Linked DNA regions of Rattus norvegicus: region 1 is linked to region 2. Evidence: chromatin contacts called from public HiChIP or PLAC-seq data. All regions are on one chromosome and are shown on one strand. The core of a region is the stretch at or near the end of the contact, and the rest is flanking DNA. Distances in the headings are between cores, read along the strand shown.

Evidence for each region. HiChIP or PLAC-seq counts read pairs in DNA pulled down with a chosen protein or histone mark.
Region 1: an H3K27ac HiChIP or PLAC-seq map of oligodendrocytes shows a contact between it and region 2, with 12 times the contacts expected there. The contact joins two enhancer-like sites. A contact is called at or near these places in 3 of 12 Hi-C or Micro-C datasets (the A7r5 cell line, the Rat2 cell line and mammary epithelial cells) and 1 of 1 datasets of contacts at active chromatin or transcription factors (oligodendrocytes).

The regions. Positions count from the first base shown.
Region 1 is chr4:149,763,434-149,768,920 of GRCr8, forward strand. The region is part of intron 3 of Tamm41 (TAM41 mitochondrial translocator assembly and maintenance homolog); the gene reads right to left. Among named protein-coding and RNA genes, the nearest start is that of Tamm41, 10 kb to the right of the region's middle. Within about 2 kb of position 2,293, at least 28 of the 93 cell types and tissues checked have an H3K27ac peak or open chromatin away from gene starts, as enhancers often do.
Region 2 is chr4:149,457,188-149,462,551 of GRCr8, forward strand. Atg7 (autophagy related 7) reads left to right here. Exons shown (of 18, transcript NM_001012097.1): 15 at 1,962-2,037. Among named protein-coding and RNA genes, the nearest start is that of Atg7, 40 kb to the left of the region's middle. Within about 2 kb of position 2,349, at least 25 of the 93 cell types and tissues checked have an H3K27ac peak or open chromatin away from gene starts, as enhancers often do.

The DNA.
Region 1 (5,487 bases), core at 1,043-3,542, 310 kb after region 2:
ATTAGCTCAGCGGTAGAGCGCTTGCCTAGCAAGCGTAAAGCCCTGGGTTCGGTCCCCAGCTCCGGAAAATAGAAAAGGAAAAAAAAAAAAAAGAATTTACTCTCTTTTGGACCTTACGTAACCTGGGTAGTTCATGTCCATTTTACTATTGTTAGACACATAGACTTATACTTGACTAAGTAAAGAGAAACAAAAATCAGCTATAAAGGAACAACCACAGGCCTGAGAGATAGTTCAGAAGTTTAGAACACTTGCTGTTCTTCGGAGGTCCTGGATTCAATCCTACCACCCATTCCAGGCAGCTCGCAGTTGCTGTAACTCTAGCTCCAAGAGGTCTGACTCCCTCTTCTGGCCGCCACAGGCTGACATGCACATGGACACAATAAAGGGAGATACTGATGAGACCAGGTTTTGAAACTGTCTGGAGTGACTGGGGCCAATCACTGAGTTCTCAGGAGGCCAAGTCCAGATCCAAATCCATCCCAAGAGCTGTCCCAAAGGTTAGTATGATCAAGTCCACAGACCACTGCGCTTGCTTAATGAAAGGGCCTTTTCCTTCTGATGCAGCAGGAGCTACTCTCTGACTTCAAGCGATGCCACACGGCACGCAGTCTGCTCTGAGACGCACGGTTTCCAGGTCTGCACCATGGATAAGAGGTTAACAGGATCTTTTAAGTCCCCAGCTTCATCACTTCCCAACTCCATGATAACAGGATAATACTTAGTGGTAAGATGGCCCTAACTGGAATCGACACATCTGCTGGCCGACTCCAGCCTCTGGGTTTCTTGTGCAGAGCAGGGCCTTCTCTGGTTTTACCTCTTTAGGTTTTTTTCTCCCCACAGCATTAATGGCAGTTTATCTTCATGTTCTGCTTAAGTGGGCCTAGGAGAGCCCTGAATATAAGCCAAACCATCTACCTTAAAGACAGGGTCTCACTGTGTAACCTTGGCTGGCCTGGAACTTGCTATGTAGACCAGGGTGGCTTCAAACTCAGAGATCCTCTGCCTCCTGTGGACTAGCTTAAAGGCAGGTGGCACCATACTTGACTCTTTAATATTGAGAATATGGTCTTGGAGCCTGGGCTAGCCTTGAACTTGTGGTGGTATGCCCCCGCTGTCCCTTAAGTGCTGAGGTTACAGGAATGTGCTACCTCTTATAAATAGTGGGACTATTTATAACGTACCCTCATACACCGCAGGTGAGGCAAAGCCATTTGATTTAACAGACCTCTTCCGCCCCCACGGTGAGAACATAATAGTCCATAATTAGGCCATTCAATGAGTTTAGTATTATTGCATTCATGGAGTAAAAGGAAACAACAGTGTAGGACAGCCCAAGGCTGAGTGATGAAGATCAGCAAAACTGAGGGTGAAGCCTATGCTAGGAAACCAAGTCCCATTGCGTCTGGACTTTTCCTCATGGGTTCAGTCAGGGAAGCACTTCTCATCTTGATAGGACTAAGGATGGATCAAACGCAAGTCTTCCCCATCCAGGCACCTTGTCCCTTAGTTATACCCTCCAAGCCTCCATTTTAAGGTTCTAAAATAACTCCTATCACCATTCCCTAGCTCTGTGTGTGTGTGTGTGTGTGTGTGTGTGTGTGTGTGTGTGTGTGTGTGTGTGTACACATGCCACAGTGCATATGTGGAGATCAGAGGACAACTTGAGGAAGTATGTTCTCTCCCTTTCACTACGTAGGTTCCAGGAATCAAACGTGTTCATTATTCACTGAGCCATCTCACCAGCCTTTTCCCCTAGCTCTCTCAGACCTTGTATTCCACACGAAATCCCGGATCCTAGAAGAGAACATGAGCCAACAGCCCAGGTCCAGTGAGCTCCTGACTTGTCCCACGATGCCTCTCAACATCCATATTTCCATTCTCGCAGTCAGTGCTCTTAACCTCTGAGCCATCTCTCCAGCCCCTCTCCCAGATCCTTCTTAATAGTGTCGCACCTCCTTTGTGTACATTTCTGTGGCTTTTACAGAGGAGCTATTTTGGGATGTGAATAGCTCAAACCTGCAAAGAGGCGAGGAACCCTGGGCGTCCTTTCTTGGTTAACAAAATACCACTTGTTCTCCGAGAAGGCCGCTCTGCTTGCGCTGTCGGAGAGCAGCCTGCTTGCTATTTGAGGTTAGGCGAGTGAGAATAAAAGCATCCTTACTCAAGGGGAAAATGTGCGGATCTGGTTCTCCGGCGAAAGGTGAACCAGGACCTCATCTCCGTAGCATTGCTATTTGTTGCTCAGAGTGAAAAGCAGTGAGTGGTTGGGGCCCCGCCAGAGAGGCCTGGGAAAAGGAGAGAGTCCTCACGCTCGTGAATAGCTATTTGTACCTACTGGGAACGCCGATCTGGGCTGCACACACAGCATTGGCAATCCAACTGCACAGAGGAAGGGCGATGCTTGAAGGGTCTTTCAAAGGGGAGATTTGTGAGTACCGTTCAAGCCAGGAAAAGGAGTTACATGAGGGACTCCAGTGTAACATAGTGACAGCAGAGACTGCCTGAAGTGCAGAGTGAACTTTTAGTCTCAAGGAACCCAGACCTGCATGGTCCTGTGACACTCAGCTCCCACCTGAACATTCCCATCTCAACACCAAGGCAGGGACTGCTCTAAGCTGTCGCTGCTGGGAGCCACAAGGGCTGGAGCCTGGTCTACCTGCTGGACTGCGGGCTTTTAGGACAACTGATGTGGGGATCTTCATTTTTATTCCTTCAGCATACAGAGAGGAAACTTGGCTGCCTTCTGAGTCATTAAATGAGCTGCTCAATCTTTGCATTTCAAAGGCGAAGTGCCCAAAAGCTGGCTCACAGTCGTGCAGAGCCAAAACTTGTAACCAGTCTCCCAATTCCTAGTTCATTGGGACTTTTCTGTCCTCCGAATATTAATAAAGTTACAGCATGGCAAAATCACCTAAGGGTGAACATACTTGAAAAAAAAAAAAACAGTTTTATGCTTTACACAGATGAATCATATAGCACGTCGATTTTTTCTAAATAAAAATGTCATTTTAGTTACTTTATATTTTTTAGGAGAATGCTCATTGTTTAACCCTCCCTGGCTGGCTTAAATGCTAGGTAGACTAGGCTAGCCCAGAATTCAGAGTTCTACCTGAATCCTGAGAGCTGGGATTAAAAGCTTGTACTTCCATGCCTAGCTCCATTAAATACTTCAAATTCCATGATTCTGGAAAAATATCTGTTGTAGGGTTTGTGATTTAGCTCAATGTTAGCTTTCTGGGTTCCATGCCCTGTACTATGCATGGGTGTACACACACACACACACACACACACACACACACACACACACACACACACACAGAGAGAGAGAGAGAGAGAGAGAGAGAGAGAGAGAGAAAGAGAGAGACAGAGACTGAGACTTAGAAACTTAAAGCTGTCCAGGAAATAAAAATAGGTATCTTTTTCAACCATGACAGGAAAATATAATATAAAATTTTTTATTTATTTATTTTTTTGTTTTTTTATGAAACAGGGTCTTACTATGTAGACTTGGCTGTCCTAGAACTCAGAGATCCACCTGCCCCCACCTCCTGAGAAGTGGGTTAAGGGCATGCACCACCATGCCAAGCAAAAGTGTAATAGAAGTTTAATTTATAGCCAACTCTTTCTAGAAATGTTCATGTTTCCAAATCCTTCATATTTCTTTTGAACACTTGATAGTGGGTGAGAAATCCCCTTTCAATTTGTAAGCCGCAGACACTCTAGAAGCTTTAGCTGATGTGATCTGACAACATGATGTCTTTTAAAACAAAGACAAGGGGTTCACATATTTCAGAATTCTTTTTTAAGACACTTGCTCACTTTTCTTGTAGAAGATGCCGCCTCTGTTCAAGTGTCACAAGTGTTTGCTGCCACCTACAGGTGAAAAGTTTGACTGTGGATGCTAATGGGAAGAGAGGTAGGCAGATTTATTCCCACAGGAAGGAGTGAGAGCCAAGGGAGGGAGGAGAGGGTGCTTGAGTACCATTATCAATGATTTACTTCAAAATACTTATTTATTTTTAATGTATGAGTAAGTTTTACATCCATTAGGAACACATACCATATGTGCATAATGCCCAAAGAAACCAGAAGATGTCAGACCCTTGGGAAGTACAGTTACAGACAGTGTGGCCTCCAAGCCCAGGACACACGCTGAGCACAAAGGAGGCTCTAGGTTTAATCTCCAGCATAACAAACAACTCAGAGGCCATGTGTTCACTCTGTGATTCCATAGCATTTTTGCTTTTTAAAAGCTAATTAAAAAAAAAGAAACGAAAAGCTTAAAGTGCTTACTTTAAAGTTGAGGGCACTGGCTGCTCTTCCAATACCCATATGGTGTCTTACAACTATAACTCCAGTTCCAGAGGAACAGACACCATCTTCTGGCCTCTACGGGCACTGCACACATGTGGTGTACAGACATGCATGTAGGCAAAACACCCATTTACATAAAGTAAAATATAATTCTTGAAAAAGTTTTAAAGTAGTACTGGCAAAAGTACAGTAAAGACACATTTGTACATATACATTTTTGTTCAATTTCCTTTTATGCAAAGGTAACAGCCAGCCAAGAACACTCACTGAGAGGGAAACAGCACTTCTGAGTTCTCTAAATCAAACACTTGGGGATGCTCATCCACAGATGGACTGCCCTGAGGTGGGGGAGACCCAGCGAGCGAGCGGTGCGGGCACGCAGTTACATGAGAAGCAGAAGACTAGGCGTGCTGGGTTCTAAACGCCGAGTCTTTTTGAGCTAACAACCCTGCTTCTAATTTCCAGGCAGGGCAGGATTATTACCTCCCCTGAACAGGTGGGAAAATTGGGATTTAGAGACAAAACCCAACTGTATAAGTTCACATAAAGGTGGCGAGTGATTTCACACTCCCTTCTGCCCCATTAAGCTGCAGAGTTTATAAAAATAAACAGACACACCTCAAGAAAAAAAAAAAAAAACCCAACACCAAAATCAGATCCCAGCAATCACCCATGGCAGAGCACCTCCTGCCCACACTCCTGGGACAGCGCAGTGTGGCAGTGTGGTTCAGTCCCCAGTGTGGTTACTCTGGGGAACGTGAAAGGACCACGTCTCAAGGAAAAGCAAAGCAAGAAACAGAAAGAAAACTTGGGACAGAAAATAGGTATTTTTTTGTTTCTAAAGTTTGCTTTCTAAAAAAACCTTTATTTGTAGTAATTTCCTCAACATTGGGTTCTGCTAGATATAAGACCTTGAAATTATGAAGAGCAAAATTACTTCTTGTGAATATCTGTGAAAGTTTCCCTGCTCCTGCTACTCTCGGACTTTTAAATCTGTTCCTCCTGGAATAAGGATGACTTCAGTTGTACAGTGTCAACCAGTTTGCATCAGGCCCTGGGTTCCCACCCCAGCACACACGTTCTAGCTCAAGTAGAGGCTACAGAACACGGGGAAGGCACTGCTGTGTTTACCCAAGCACATACATGTGTAGTATGTGTACGCATGTGTGA
Region 2 (5,364 bases), core at 1,099-3,598:
TTGCTACATAGTTAGTATTCATTTCGTTTTGCTAACATTTTTCATTTCTTCCTGTGTCTCTAAACCTGTGGCCCTGAGGCATTTTCTTCTGCCTGCAGAATTTCCCTAAGCGTTTTAGTTTTGTTTGTCTGCAAAGGTCTTTGTGTTTAAGAAGGTTTCTCATGTTTGGTGGAATTCAATACTAGCATATTCTTTCCTCCTCCTCCTCCTCTTTTTCCTCTTTCTCCTCCTCCTTCTCTTCCCCTCCTCCTTCCCCTAGTGGCTTTGGGGCAATCTCCCTCCTCTACTTCATTCTAGCTCAGCCTTCTGCATCGTCTGGCAGCAACTGGCATCTCTGGTGTGGGAGTGCCATCTGCAGTGCGCATTCTCTGCCTGTCCCTAGAGTGCCAGTCACTCTGCCCAATTCTCTTGTCCTCCATGCTTTTTCTAAGGCCCACAGCTGTACTGTCTGGTCCCCTCTGTCCCTCGTGTGGGTCCCCTGCCTCCTCGTCGTTCTCTCTGTCTTCCCTTGCTTTCTGTTGGCTCATCCTTATCAAGTCGATTCTTTCTTCTTTGTGCCTGGGAGAGGTTAAATCCATCACAGTTTTCAGTGTCACTGTCACATTTCAGCTTTAAACTTTGCATATATAATCTTATTCCACAGAGCTCTCCACTGAAGTTGTGAATTTGGCCTGAGAGCAAACAGATGCCCACACCTGACTGGACTGTAGATACTGTGGTTCATTTCTGAAAAGTTTGTGCAAGGCCCTGCTCCAAGTCCGTTAGAACTGTCGACTTGTTTAACTGGCATTTGTGATTTTATTGTTTTTTTGGGCAGAGACTGCCTATGTATTATAGACTTGCTATGGACTCACATAGCACACACTCGCTGTGGTCCTTAATCTGTCCAGTGCCATCGTTACAAGTTCATGCACTGGCGCATTCGTCCCATCTCTGGCGGGGAGCTGGGCGTGGTGTCTAAGACTCATGGCTGGTGAATGGCAGCCAGGCTTGGCTCCCCCAGTGTCACTCCCCTGCTCTGGAGAGCTCTGCTGTATGTGCCATTGGTAGTGGAGACAGAGAATCAAATTTAGAAAAGACTTATTTCTCATCCAAATTGAATTCCAAGAAAGGCACTGGCAGAAAGCCACAGCAGTGATCTGTTTGTCATGTGACTCAGAGGGCCTCAGTGGCTAGTAGAGAAGGCATGAAAGTGGATAAACAGCTATGTCCTCCCCGGCCTTCACCTCCCCTGCCATCCAAGTTTCTTATTATCTCTAGTAGGAAGTAAAAGCTACACCTTGATCCCAAATCCCTGCCTTCTTTGTCTTTGTAACAGGTTAAAAACAGTTCTTCTGGGACATAAATGAACATTGACCCTCTCTGGGGAAGAGCCGATACTCTTCCCACCCAGTTCGTTCCTTTTATATCTCCTTCCTCCATTTTTTTATGGCATTTAGATAAGTTTAGCAAGTTAGAGGAGGGTGTGGGGATACACAACCCACTCCCAGCTGCTGGAAGGCTGAGCTGGAGGATAGCCCAAGTCAGGAGTTAAGGCTACCCTTCACAGTGTAGTGGAAGCATGTGAGAGGAAGTAGTTGGAAAGAGAGAGGAGGGGGGAGGGAGGGAGGGAGAGGGAGGCAGGTGAGCCTTGCATTTGGCAGTTCCTCTCACATGCCCCTAATGTCTCGTGCAGCTTCCTCCCTCCGGTTTCACAGCTGCTGGACCCAAAGCACAGAGGAGAGTTTGCCACTTGGCAGTGTTCACAAGCTCGCTCTCATCCTTCCCGCTCTATGGTGCCCATTTAAAAACTAACCCCTTCCCTCCCTCTCTCCCCTGGAAATGAGTTTCCTGTGAGCTTATGAAGCCAGCAAAGGGGCATTGGCTCTCCTAACTCTTTCCAGTGTCCTGAAATGTTCTTTCCTGTGATCACCATGAGCATGAAGGAGCTAAGAGCCCTTCTGCTTCCTTCCCTCTTGCAGGGGCTACGCCATCGCCAGCAGCAGTGATGACCGCATGAATGAGCCTCCCACCTCGCTGGGGCTTGTACCTCACCAGGTGAGTGATTTGGAAATGAAGTGTGGTCCTGCCCCATCCTCTAGTAGAGGTGAAGGTGAGACCGCCACACTCTTCCTTCAGCACAACTCCTGCAACGGGGACCTCAGAGGGGCCTTAATGACCTGCAGAGCGTTCTTTTCTGGGGATACTGCTGGGAAGAAATGAACCAGTGGCACTACCTCACTTTGAAGTATTGAAGCTGCTGACTAGACTCTGCCATGCAGTAGAAAAGGAAGGGTCAGGCCTTGGGACTGCCATGCATGGTTCAGCCAGCTTCAGTCTCAGCCCTGCTATTTATGGCCTTCCCTGGCCCAGTCTCAGAACTTCTCAGGGCTTGTTTTCCTGTTTGCAAATCACACTGAGCTCCCTGGTAGGCATGGAGACCAGGATGGTAAATGCCAGCCCAGCAGCCCACAGTATGAATAAGCTGACTAGCCTTCAGTGTCCAGTGCTCTACCTGGGCAGGAAGCCTTTCTGGACAAGCATGGGCAGACCGTTAGCCATGTCACCCAGAAGCAGGGCCTTTTCCCACCACAGCTTGCAGGATCCATGCCTGAGGCTGAAATGAAAGATGCTGGGAAGATGGGATGAGGCCCACAGGTCCTGGTCTCTCAGTCTGCTTGCTGCCTTTTGGGGAAACACAGGCAGCTTTAGTGTCACATTTGGGGAGCTGTTTGTTCTCCATGGTCCCATGCATTTCACAGCTGGGAGGGGTCCCTTCACTGCAGACCCCGCCTGACCAGTGTATTTGTTTGATGCTGGCATGAAACCCAGGGCATCATGCATATCAAGCCACTGTGTAGTCACCCAGCCCCTGTGCCTGGGGCTTTCCAGCAAGGAGGTATCTGCAGAAGAAAAGGTTAGCCCGCCATCGTGGAGTTAGTGAAGCTGTGGTCCAAGCCCAGGCTTTGCCCCATGACTGGTGTTCTCCCAGAGCTTCTGTGGCTGGAGAGCCCAAGGTTGCATGGTGGCACCTCTCTCCTGTCTTATACCTGCTGCCTCTTAACCTGTTTATGTCAGGAAAGTAAGTGCTTGGGTCCAGGAGTAACTCTGCCTCAGCTTTGGAAACTACAGAACCCCAGGAAAGGTGGCTCCCCCCAGTATCTCCCAAGTGTGTCATTTGTATGACCTAAACATGTCAGTCTTTGTCCTCAGACACACTCCCAGCAGACCCTGGCAATGTGGCAGCCACCCCTCCCCCACCACACAGGGCTGCTGACCTTCAGGCTGACCTGGGCTACTCTCACATCTTCTCCAGGTCATCCTGCCTCTTCTCCTGCCCTGTTCTTCCTTCTCCTCATCTCCCTCACAGACTTCATGCTGAGGAGGGCCTCAGTTAAAATTTCCGTCATGCCCCTGCACTGGCTTCTTCCTTTAAGTTAAATTGCGGCCACTGTTGCTTTCTTAGTGCTGAGGCCAGGGGACAAAACACCCTCCCTAGACAGGTGGTTGTAGGTGGCTGTGTCAGGCACATGCCGGTTTCCCAGTGCTGTGCCACCTCATCCCTCCATAGGCATTCATCCCCAGCCAGCGGCCATCGCTGTCACTCACCAAGCTCTCCAGCTATCTGTCTTCTGCAGGTGTCTGCAGGGTTCTTTTGGTTGTTGGCCATCTCTTCATTTGACCTTTTCAAAGGCTGAAGAATAATGCCACCGTATATGGTAAAAGTGTGTGTGTGTGTGTGTGTGTGTGTGTGTGTGTGTGTGTGTGTGTGTGTGTTGCTTATTTCAAGTTTTAAGCCTTTATTTTTAGCAACATTCTAAAAAGGAAAGAAGAGAAAGAACTTCAGAATTAATCAGAGTTGTTCGGTCCCCATTTAAACAAATATTTTTTTTTCTTTCTCTCAAGTGGAGGGGACTATTTATGCAACTGTGCTTTGATTAGGGAGTGTCATCTCCACAGAGCTGGGCCTGTGGCGGATTCAGCATCCTTCTTCCTCCTCCCCCTTTTTTCCCTCCTTTCCCTCCTCCACCCCCTCCTTCTCTTCCTCTCCTCTCCCTCCTCCAGAGACAAATGGTTTCCTGTTGGAGGGGGGCTGGCTAAGTCCCTTTGTGTATTTTGCTTGTAAATGACCTGCAAAGTTCTGGCTCATTTTCTCAGTGCCCCAAGGAGTGTGCTTATTACTCTGTCCCTGAGGAGTGCAATGCCTGAAAGCCCTCACCCCACCCCCAACACCCCCAACACCACTGTGTAATGGCGGAAAACATTCCTTGACTTCTTTGCTGTCCTGTGAGTGGGACCTGGGAAGCCACTGGCTTGCTCTGTCCCTCTGTATGAGTGCACAGGCAAATTGGCCCCGTTCACATATTGTCTAGGGACAGTGAGAACCGTGATTAGTCCCCAATTGAAATCAACTGAATGTTATAGCTGAAGAAACCTGGCGCGAGACGTGAAAACCGTGAAAAACCACTAGCTGTGAGGAAGCAGTCTCTTCTTACATTTATTTATTTTTTTTAAGTCTCTGGCCCAACCCACAGGGATAGATGCTGCAGGCAGACAACAAGTAAAACCTCTTTGTATATGAAGAGAGTGGGGTTTTTTTCTTAAAAAAAAAGTATTATGTTGATGCATAAACCACATACAGATAATGATCCAAATCACCAAGTGAATGATCCAGGCACTCACAAAGTGAACACACACACACACACACACACACACACACACACACACACACACACACGTGTGTTCATCTGCTTCTCCAGATGCCCCTTCCAACAGAAAAGTGAGCTTTTTCCCGACTCACAGAAACTTTTGTCACACTTTGAAAAATGGATTTCTGTAGTGTGTGCCCTTTGGTCGGGGGGCTTTGGCAGACAAGTTTTTCATTGTAGTTCTCAGCAATGAATTAATATCCCACCAACCTGGATCTTTTATGAAGACAATGATAACTAGACATGATGGCACAGCTTGTAGTCCTAACAGTTGGAGGTGGGGACAGGCGAGTGGAGAGTTCAGGTTCTCTGGAGCACATAGTAAGACCCTGACTCAAATGTGGGGGTGGGGGGGGGTGACTCAGTGGATAAAGCACTGTCACACAAGCCCCAGGACCATACTTCATATTCCCAGCTTCCATATAAGTGCAGGGTGAGCATGGCAGCTCAACTGTGACCTCGGCACTAGCACTTGGGAGGAAGAGACAGGAGACTGACTCTTAGAGGATTTGGCCAGTTACACGAGCCTCACCATGGAGCCTTGGAATCTGGTGAGAAGCTTTACCTCCGTATGTACATAAGGAAGACACAGAATAGCAACCTCTGGTCCCCACTTAGTTTTCCATGTTACATGTATGTATGCGACCTGCATACATGTGCATCACATGCAGGGGGA